Regions from separate parts of the Ovis canadensis genome. Here region 2 is linked to region 1. A link is a contact called in public Hi-C data. All regions are on one chromosome and are shown on one strand. The core of a region is the stretch at or near the end of the contact, and the rest is flanking DNA. Distances in the headings are between cores, read along the strand shown. Region 1 holds the start of UPF1 (UPF1 RNA helicase and ATPase). Region 2 holds the start of CRLF1 (cytokine receptor like factor 1).

Region 1 (5,037 bases), core at 124-2,623:
ACAAACCCAAATTTAAAATAACCAAGCAGCCTTTGCTGAATGTTCACATCATCAAGAACAAAAGTTCCTGACGTGGCAGAGCCACATATATAAAACCCACTACCACTCACCCACTGGAGGAACAAACTCAAAACCAACTTTTCCAAGGCAGGGCTGCGGAGTTACGTAACAGGTCGGTTTCAGCAACAGGCAATGCAAGAAGAAAAAACAAAACGCAAACTGCCTCCTCAACAATCTTAAAAGTCTGCGAGCTTAGGGTCCTCTACTGAATGCAGAAATTCCGTTTCTGCTGGAGGAGCCTCAGCCCTCCTCTCGCCAGCGTCCGTGGGCCCAGTGAAATATAAACCTACTGCACGGTGGGCATGAATGAGGGCAGGGGTGCCCAGACTGCGACCACAGGTAAGGGGGTGGGGCAGCGGTCGGATGGGACTGACCGGGAAATCGGCGCAGATCAGGAGCTGGCTTGAGCGGGGCACTGACCCAGCTGAAGGAGAACTCGGGGACAAGTCACTCCTGCCCAGGCCAGAGACGGACCTAGGGCCGATCACTTCGGACAGGCCCGGAAGGGGACTTGGGACCGATCAGCTAACACTCAGTCTGGAACTAGAATCGGAGATCACTCGAGAGAGACCAGAGGACTTGAAGTAGGTTTACCCGGGTCGGGCTGGAGAGCAGAAACTGGAGGCAGGTTACTCCGGACCTGTACTGAGCGGGAGATACCCGGCCGGGTCACTCTGGACCAGGCGGGACTGCAGGAGCCGAGCAGATGAGCCCCGGCGCGGCCGGAGGGGAAACCCGACCAGGTCCCCCGCCGCCGAGGCCCGGCCCCGGCTTCCGGCGCCGCCATGTGCCGCTCACCTGCGCGTCGAGCTGTCCGGCCGCCGCGCCCGGGCCGGCTCCGACCGGGGCCCCCGCGCCGCCACCTCCGGGGCCGCCGGGGGGCGTCTGCGTCTGGCTGGGGAGGGTGAAGTCGGTAAACTCGAACTCGGAGCCCTGGGTGTCGGCGCCGAGCAGCTCGGCCTCCTCGGTGTCCAGGAAGGTGAGCGTCTGCGAGCTGGGCCCGTACGCCTCCACGCTCATTGTGCCGCCGCGTAGGGCCCTCAGGCCGGCTCCGCGCCGCACTCGAGCCCGCCGCCGCGCTGAGGCCTAGGCCGCAGGCCTCGGGTCGCCGCCGCCGCCGCCGCGTCCGCGCCCCTGGACCGGCTCAAAACGCCCGCCGCGGAGCGAGCCGGGTTGAGAGTCACGCGCGCCTAGCCGCTGAGCCCCTCAGCTCCGCCGCTTCCTTCGGGGCCGCCCGCCCTCGCAGCCCCCGGCAGGAACCGCCGCCACCGCCGTCGTCGCCGCCGTGCGCGTGCGTGAGGCCGGCGCCGGCGCAGGTGCGCGTGCGCGAGCCCGACGACGGCGCAGGCGCGCGCGCTCCGCGAGGACGCCTTCAACCGCGCCCGTACTGCCGGAGCCGAGCGGGCAGACGCGGCGCGCAGCGCGCACGCGCGGGGGCGGGGCTTCCAACCGCCGCCCGGACGACCACGCGAGTTCATGGGTCCGCCTCTGCCGCTGCCTGTGGCACTCGGGCAGCGGGACGTGCGGCCGTGGTCGTCTGTGCCCCTAGAAGCGGCGACAGTGCCATGGGGTAATTGAGCGCCAGCTGGATGCCTTACCGAGGTGGAACACCCAGCCGGGGAGGCTTGGCGAGGAAAGTGTGGTGCGTCCGCTTCACTCGGAGAAACTCCCTGGGCTAGTTTCGCCAAATCTTTGAGATGAGGGCGCATGGCACATAGTAGCTGCTCAGTGTGCACTGGTTGAATAAGTGAGTGGGGACAGTCCTTACCACAGAGCCTAGCACGCAGAAAAGGTGGTTGCTGCTGCTCTGGACAATGGTATTATCCAGAGGCATGAAATAACAGCGATTGGGAGCATCGCTCTGGGTTGAAACCCGAACCTGGCCACCTACTGTCTGTGTGACTTTAATTATACAAGCGACTTTACCTCTCTGAGCCTAGCGTTTCCTCAGCTGGGAAAAGGAAATAATAGCCATTAAGATGGGTTGAGGGGAACTTTCCTGGTGGTCCAGTGGTTAAGAATCTGCCTGCCAGTACAGCAGACACTGATCCCTGATCCGGGGTGAGCCCACATGCTGTGGGGCAACTAAGCCCCTTGGACCACAACTACTGAAGCCCAAACCCCCTACAGCCAGTGCTCTGAAACAAAAGAAGCCGCTGCACTGAGCACGTGTACCACAGCTAGAGAGTAGCCCTGCTAAATCGTGTGAGGAGCATCCAAGACCCAACACAGCCAAAAATAAATTAAAAGGTGGAATGAGGAATAAATGAGCTACTCTTACTCCCAGGTATTTACAAAGAAAAGTTCCATGTGGACAGGGGCTGACTGTTCCTCACATGGTCTTCTCCATGCGGAAAATAACTGCCCACACAGGAAAGGTGCACAGTAAAAGTTTAATTACTAGTTTATGAGCCTTAATCTCCTAACTCCTAGCCCCAGCTTCCTTTTCTGTAAAGTGTCTTGGAGAACCCCCCACTTCCCAAGATTCTGGGACTAAATACTTGAAGTCAGTTCACAGGGCCCCTGGTTTGCATGGCTGTTCCTAAAGTTCCAGATGTGAATGGGTCCTCATTTTCCAGTATTCCTGTCATGACATGATAAAAGATTCCTTTTTCCTTCTTCACATCTTTTTTGGCTTCCTGTGCATGAAAACGTGGGAATATAAAAAATGAATAATTAGGTCCCCCTCCCCTCTACAGGAAGACACAGTTTAAGGGAGAATCCTAGCAAGCTAACAGATGCTTTCAATAAAATGCAAAGCCCTCTATGGAAAGTATCCAGTCGAATTGGTAGAATCATTTAAGATCAATCTGGTAAAACTCAGCAGTTTCAGTGCATGCCCTGCCCTCCCCTTGACCTAGTAATTCCACTTCTAAGGATCTCCTCTTTTTTCCTACATAGCCTCACATTTGCAAAACGACATTGTGGGTGATACTCTAAAACATATCAATTTAACACAGAAGAAGTTAGTAATGGAAGAACTGAAAAGAGATATGACATACAGAAAGCAAATAGCAAAATGGCAGAAATACGTCCTTATCAATATTACACTAAATGTAAATGAATTAAATGCTCCAGTTAAAATGTAGAGGTTTTCAGAGGGTTTTTTTTTTTTTTTTTTTAAATCATGGTTCAGCTATGCTGTCCGCAAAAAAAAAATCACTTTTTTTTTCTCTTTGCCACTTGGCATGTGGGATCTTAGTTCCCTGACCAGGGATCAAACCCATGCTCACGCATTGGTAGTGCAGAATCTTAACCACTGGACTGCCAAGGAAGTCCCCAAAGACTCACTTTAGATGCAAAAACAAAAAGTAACTGGATGGAAAAGGATACTCCAGGCAAATAGTAACCGAAAGAGAGCTATATTAGCTATACTAGTATCAGATAAAACAGATGTTAAGACAAAAATTGTTACTTGAGACAAAAAAAAATTATATAATGATAATGATAAAATTTCAATCTATCGGGAAGAAATAATAATTATAAACATGAAAGCACCTAACAACAAAACCCAAAAATACATTAAGAAAAATGTGATAAATTGAAAGAAATAATTCAACAGTAACTATAGTTTACTATCAAGGAAAGGAGTCAAAAGCTTGTGAAGTCACTCAGTCGTGTCTGACTCTTTGCTACCCTGCGGAGTATAGCCCACCAGGCTCCTCTGTCCATGGGATTTTCCAGGCAAGACTACTGGAGTGGGTTGCCATTTCCTTCTCCAGGGGTTCTTCCTAACCCAGGAATCGAACCCAGGTCTCCCGCACTGCGGGCATATGCTTTAACCTCTGAGCCACCAGGGAAGCCCAGGAAGATGAAAATGTTAGAGCAGATTTATCATTTAAGATCTCCTCACCTCCCTAAGCTTTTGAAGATGTATATGGTTACCACAATGGACAGCAGAGTCAAAGGAGCAATCCAGAGAGAAAAAAAGCAGCAATCAGAAGAGTCTGACTTATAGAGCTTTATGGCATTGACTAGCTGATCATGGCATTCTTAGAAGTAAGATAGTTGGGAAGGCTACTAAATTCTTACTTGGTCTATTTAAGCAGAAAAGTTCTAGGTCATGTGAATAAAAGTCTAATTTGAATCTTAAAAATGGAGTATCATGGCCCCTCAGTCAATTCTCAGACCTGATCCAATTCACAAACCCAGAACATCTTTAATGAAGAAGAGGCTGAGTCCCCTTGAGAAAGGACCCAGTACGCTACCAAAAATTCTTATATTAACCTTTCTCCCAGTCTTCTCCAACGGAACCTTTGGCCCTTTGCCAAGGTGAACATGCACTGGGCTAAAGGAAATACTTAGGCCTTTCACAGATTACTAGACAGTGGCTCTGAACCAACACAAATCTCAGGACACCCAAAACATCACTGTGGTCCATCAGTCAGAGCAGGGGCTTAGTGGAAGTCAAGTTATCATTGGAATTTTATCTGGTTCATTTTCCAGTGGATCCCTGAATTCATCTTGTGTTGTATCTCCAGTTCTGGAATGCATAATTGGAATAGATACACTTAGCAGCTGGAAGAATCCTCACATTTGTTTCCTGACCTATGGAGTGAGAGCTATTATGGTGGGAAAGGTCAAGTGAAAGCCACTAGTACTGTCTCTTCCTAATAAAATAGTAAACCAAAAATAATACTGCATTCCCGGAGGGGTGGAAGAGTGTCAATTAGGGGTGGAATTAGTGTCACCATTAAGGACTTGAAAGATGCAATTGAATGCACGTCCCCATTCAGTTCTGCTATTGGGCCTGTGCTGAGGACAGATGGAGCTTGGGGAATGACAGTGGGGAATCACAAGTAACTGGGTAGTTGACTCCAGTTGCCCTACCAGATGTGGTTTCATTCCTTGAGCAAATAAACACATTCTCACTATCTGGTATGCAGCTATAGAGGTGGCAAATTCCTTTTCTCCATCCTTGTCCAAGACCGGAAGCAGTCTGCTTTCAGCCGGCAGAGCCAGCAATATTCCTTCACT
Region 2 (5,144 bases), core at 1,539-4,038, 220 kb after region 1:
TTCCCCCCGGGGGCCCCTCCCTCCATCTGCCACCTCAGTACATTCCCAGCCACCTTCAAGGACTTGGGTCAATATTTGCCAGAAGTTCCACCAGAGCTGGTTCCCCTTCCTGCACAAAGAGGCGGCAGGACTGATGAGGAAGGGGTTAAGCCGCCTGGAGAACCAAGGGCTGGGAAGGATGCACCTAGAGGTCAAATCACTTTCCTTAGAAAGTCAAAGGTATGAGGTTAAGGCCACCCTGAGGGCAGAGGGCATGCTCCAGGGAGGAACTGAGCCAATAGTGGATACCCTTCTACAAGTTAAGGACCAGAGAGGGGCGGCTACCAGGTTGGGTCACAGAGCAAATCCAGGGCCTGGCTGGGACCCAAGACAGCATGATTCACTGGGACTGAGCTTTCTTGCTACTCCAAGGGACTGAGAATTCTCCATCCTTTCTTTTTCTTTCTTCTTCTTCTTTTTTTTTTTTTTGTAATATCCTCTCACCTCCACCTCCATCCTTTCATTTCTGCAAATGTTCACTGAGCTCTTCTCCCGTGGACCTCCCTGGGTGCAGGCTCTCCAGATGCCCACAGTGTAAAGAAAATGCCTCAAAATAAGACGATGTTTGAAGAACTGTGTTACAAAGATAATTTTTAAAGAGGAAGTGGACACAGAGTGCCTGGAAAGGTTGGGGGGCCCCCTCTGAGAAAACTTGACCTGTGACCTGATGGGAAAAGAAGGTGCTAACTGGGGGAAGAATTTGGGGGAACTGCATCCCCACAGAGGGGAACAGCAAATGTACAAGTCTTGGGGCTGGAGCAATGTGAGGGAGAGGAAGGAAGAGGATGAGGAGAGAGGAGAGAAGGAATGGGGAGAGGGTAACAGGACAGAGAAGACCTGCTTTGCTTCTTTTAAAAGCCCCTTCTTCCTAATGTACAGACAAGGGCAGGAGAGTTTACCCGGGAATCCTAGGAGGCTGGGCAGCATCCCAGATGGAGATGGTGGGGCCTGGACCCGGATGGGGTGGAGAAAAGAGGTCCGAATCTCAGAATGGGGATGCGTTTTGGAATCAGAGCCAACAGGATTTGCTGATGGATTGGACGTGGGAGATGAGCAAAGGAGAGAGTTGTCACGCGCACCTCCAGGTCTCTGGCCTGAGCACCTGGGTGGATGGGGGAGCCTTTTCCCCGAGACTGGGATGACTGCAGTGGGGGTGGGGAGGAGCAGAGATGGGGTGGGGGGATATTAAGATTTTTTTCTCCAGAAGCCTGAAGTCCTCCAGGTGGAAGTCAAACGTTGCTGAACCGAGGTTGTGGGGGAGGCTTGGGATATATCCTGAAAACACAATTCCAGCCAAGAACGGCCACCTTCGCTTAATTCTCTGGCAGGTGGGACGGTGGCCCCATTTTTCAGAGGTGACACACTGAGACTCCGAAAGAATGTGCCCCAGTGCTAGGCACTATCGTAAGTGTTTAGACCGTGGAGCCTTCTGCTACAATGCAGCTTCCCACAGAAAGGCGTAGGCTGGCTAGGAGTCCCCCATGGTGCTGAGGAGGAAACTGAGGCAGAGGAGCCTGATTTTCCCCATGCCAGGGCTCAACTCTCTCCTTCACAAACTCATCCAGAGTCCAGATTGGGCTTGGAGGGGTGGGGGCACACCCGGAACTCCGGCCTTCAATCCTCTTTTTTGATAGTCTGAGGTCTGAGTTGGGGACCTCAGACTACTTACTTAGCAGGGGTGGTGGAGGGCCGCCTTAGGCAAAGGAGGCGGGAACTCCTGAGCCCTCCTCAGACACTTTTACCCCCTTGGCTAGTTAGGGACCTGGAGGGAGGGTCCAGGTCTCTAAGGGAGCCCCTGAAGGGGAAGATAGAGCCCTTCTTCTCTGAGGGCACATGGCTGTGGGCGGGGCTGCGACTCCAACAACTGGGCTGGAGGCAGCCCCGGAACTCTCATTTCAAGCTCCCCCCTCCACTGGGGCCTTGGAGTCCAGGAGCCCTTTTATCGTGGGCGCCCGAATCGGGTGAGGACCGAGAGAAGGAGGGTGAGGCAGCGGGGCCGGGAGGGGTCCCGAAACCAAGCAGTGGCCAAAAATAATAACACGGAGAAGGATCCCTGCGCAAAAAAAAAAGGAAGACAAACTATGCGTCGCTCGGGGCAGCCGGCGTTACCTGGAGTCGGCGGGCGGCGGCCGCCCCAGCGATTACTCACTGCGTGGCGCACCCCACCCGCGGGCCGCTGAGCGGATTTTTCCGTGGGGGGGGTGTTAGCGAGTCGGAGGAGGGCCTGCTTACCGCTCTCCTCCTGGGGGATCCCTCCTGCCCGCACACGGAACCGGCGCAGGCCCCTGTCTCCTTTCCCACGGGGCCCATTTCTCCCCTCTTGCCCACGCGAGAACTCCCTCCTGAGGCCCCCGGGCGCCCCCACAGAATCCCGGCTCGGACCCGCCCGAGGGGGACAGCTGAGCCTGGGCGAGGTCCGGGGACTCCAAGCCTTGCAGCTTTTGCTCCGTCTTCCCTCCAGCAAAGCCTGGGGCCGAGGCTGCGCGCGCGGAGCACCAGAAGAGGCGGGATGAAATGGGAGGGGGAGCGCTGGGCCAAAACCTGTGGGATCCGCGCGCCGAGGGCGTGGGGCGGGACGGAGGGCGACTCTTAGGCCCCCGGGGAGGAAAGGGGCTGGAGATGCGAGCAGGCGGGGCTCAGGGACCGCTCAGTGGGGGGGCGGGGCCAGAGCTGGGGTGGGGGCCGAGACGAGGATGGGGGGGAGGAGCGGACCAGAGCTAGGGGCTGCAGGCGACGCTGAAAGGGCACACGGCTGAGGGCTGGGTGCGAGGAAGTGGGCGGGGGTATGGAAACACGATTGGGGGCCGCCAGGTCCCAGACTGGGGGTAGGGAGCCTGGAGCTGGCAGGGTTGGAAAGGGAGGTCCCAGGTCTGTAAGGGTAGAGTTGGGGGGTTTGGGGCCGCGGGAAAAACGGCGCGTGCGGTGCGCGGCGGGGCGGAGGCCGGACGGGTGGGGCTCGCGGTGCCCTCCGGCGGGCGGGCGGGCGGCGGGGAGGCCGGTGCGGGGCCCGCCGCCCCCCCGGGGCCGGGCCGGGGGCGGGGCCGGGCGGGGCCAGCGGCGCATTAGCGCCTTGTCAATTCGGCTGCTCAGACTTGCTCTGGCCTCCGCGCCCGCGCCCAGCGACGTGCGGGCTGCTTGGCCCGCGCCCTCCTGCGCCCGGCCTGCGCCCCGCGCCCCTCGCCGCCGCCCGCCGCGCGCCCCCGGCAGCGCCGGCCCCATGCCCGCCGGCCGCCCGGGCCCCGCCGCCCAATCCGCGCGGCGGCCGCCGCAGCCGCCGCTGCCCCTACTGCTGCTCTGCGTCCTCGGGGCGCCGCGAGCGGGATCAGGAGCCGGTGAGTACACGGCGCCGTGCTCCCTCCTTCCCGCCCGGGCCGAAAGCGTGCGCCCCGGGGGCAACCGCGGGGGGAGGGGGCGCGGGCGCCACCTGGACGGCCCGGGAACAAAGGAAGGCGCCCCCGGAGCGGCCCTCGGGGCGCCCTCACCTGTGGGGCGCACGGCGCCGAAGGTCCCTGGCCCGAGGGTCCGGCTTCCGCTACCGAGGCCTTCTTACCTGGGCTGCCCTGTGGAGGACGCCCGACTCGGCCCCAGGGGGTCAGGGGGCCGCGGCCTGGGACCTTTGCACGGCGGGAGCGGGGGGCGCACGCGACAGGGTCTGCTGACTTGGAGTCGCAGAGACTGCGGGTCACCGCACCCGGGCGGGGGCGCACGCAGTAGGCGCGCTGGGTGCCGGCCCTGAGCAGGGCCCCCCCGGGTGGAGGGATGAGCCCCGTGAGGAAGGCGGGGCGGGAGGGGGCCGCTCTGGCCGCCTGGCGCGCGGCCCGGGGTCCCCGGGGACGCGCCTCTCCGCGGGCCGGCGCCGCCGCCCTCCCCTGGCGGGACCCCGCGCGCGGGGTTCTACGGAGTCCCCGCCACCGGCAGCGTTTAGAACAGTTCCCGGCCACGCTGCGCCGGGCTAGGAGACTCCAGCGAGAGAAATCTTTGTGAGAGAGTGAGTGAGAGGGAGCGGGAGCCAGCGAGTCGGGGCACCGTGGGCCCAGCCTGGGTGTGTGTGGGGGGCAGTCACCGGGAGCCCCCAAGCCCCGCAGGCCGACAGCCCCCCACCCTGTTGGGAGCTCCTGGCCTCCGGCACAATCCGGTCCCCCACCCGATGCACACCCTCGCCAGGACACCGTCTCCACATCCCGACCCGCTCTGGGACACACCCAGAGACACACAAAGACTCACTGGCTTGTGGCCCGTCACCCTCGCCCTCGGATGCGTGCACACTGCATCCCAGATGCACATTCTCACACCATCGGGGCGCGCACACACACATTCCATCCCTGACACACACACATTCATGGTCACACACTCTTTCCAAGGGGGAGGCGACACGGGGCACACACACAGGCACAGCCTGCCCTGGATGTTCACAGTCACCCCAAGGGCCCATCCAGGCTCACAAGTCGACCAGGAGAGACGTGCCGCTCCCCTGGTGGACCTACACTGCACAGAGCTGTTTGCAGGCTCCCTGAGGTGCTCCTCCAGAAGGCTCAGGGTCCCGTGCCCTTAGGGCACTTGCCAAAAGCCTAGCATGCCCAAGGCTCCTGGACAGGTGAGGGGCGGCCCCAAGGCCCTTCTCGGATTCGTGACAGCTCTGCCAGGCCGTGGGCAGCACTCGTGAATGCCACCTTTAATGGCAGGCTTTGTTTTCCAGCCAGCAGAGCAACAAGCGAAGGTGGTGGTGGGATTGTTGTGCGTGTGTCTTTTCCTTTAAGGGGGAAGAAATTAAATAAAAGATTTTCACACCTCGGCAATATGTTTCTACTTACGGTGTGTCTTAGCACCTGACCAGCAGGCGAGCAGGTCGTAAAGTGTCTGCAGGTACCAGCAGGACAGGAGATGGGGACCCCAGGATGGAGGCCACCCTCCTGCCTTGCTTGCAGAGAATCTCACACTTTTCGCTTTTAAAACACATGGTGTTCCTTTTTAATAATGGCAGTGGCTCCAGATTGGGAAGGGGGAGAGGAAAAAACTTTTAAAGGCCCCAGCTCTGCGGGAAAGGGTGGGGAGGCAGGGAGCATGGGACGGGGTGGGTGGGGGGGCTGTCCAAAAGCCTAGCCCAG

Evidence for each region. A called contact is a pair of places that touch in the nucleus more often than the background predicts.
Region 2: a contact with region 1 is called in a Hi-C map of lung, with 4 times the contacts expected there. The contact joins the promoter of CRLF1 here to the promoter of UPF1 in region 1. A contact is called at or near these places in 2 of 2 Hi-C or Micro-C datasets (fibroblasts and lung).

Annotation. Positions count from the first base shown.
Region 1 is chr5:18,966,325-18,971,361 of ARS-UI_OviCan_v2, forward strand. It overlaps UPF1 (UPF1 RNA helicase and ATPase), which reads right to left and starts at 1,374. Exons shown (of 24, transcript XM_069590623.1): 1 at 859-1,374. The coding sequence starts at 1,080.
Region 2 is chr5:19,187,327-19,192,470 of ARS-UI_OviCan_v2, forward strand. CRLF1 (cytokine receptor like factor 1) reads left to right here and starts at 2,789. Exons shown (of 10, transcript XM_069590319.1): 1 at 2,789-2,907; 2 at 3,130-3,371. The coding sequence starts at 2,825.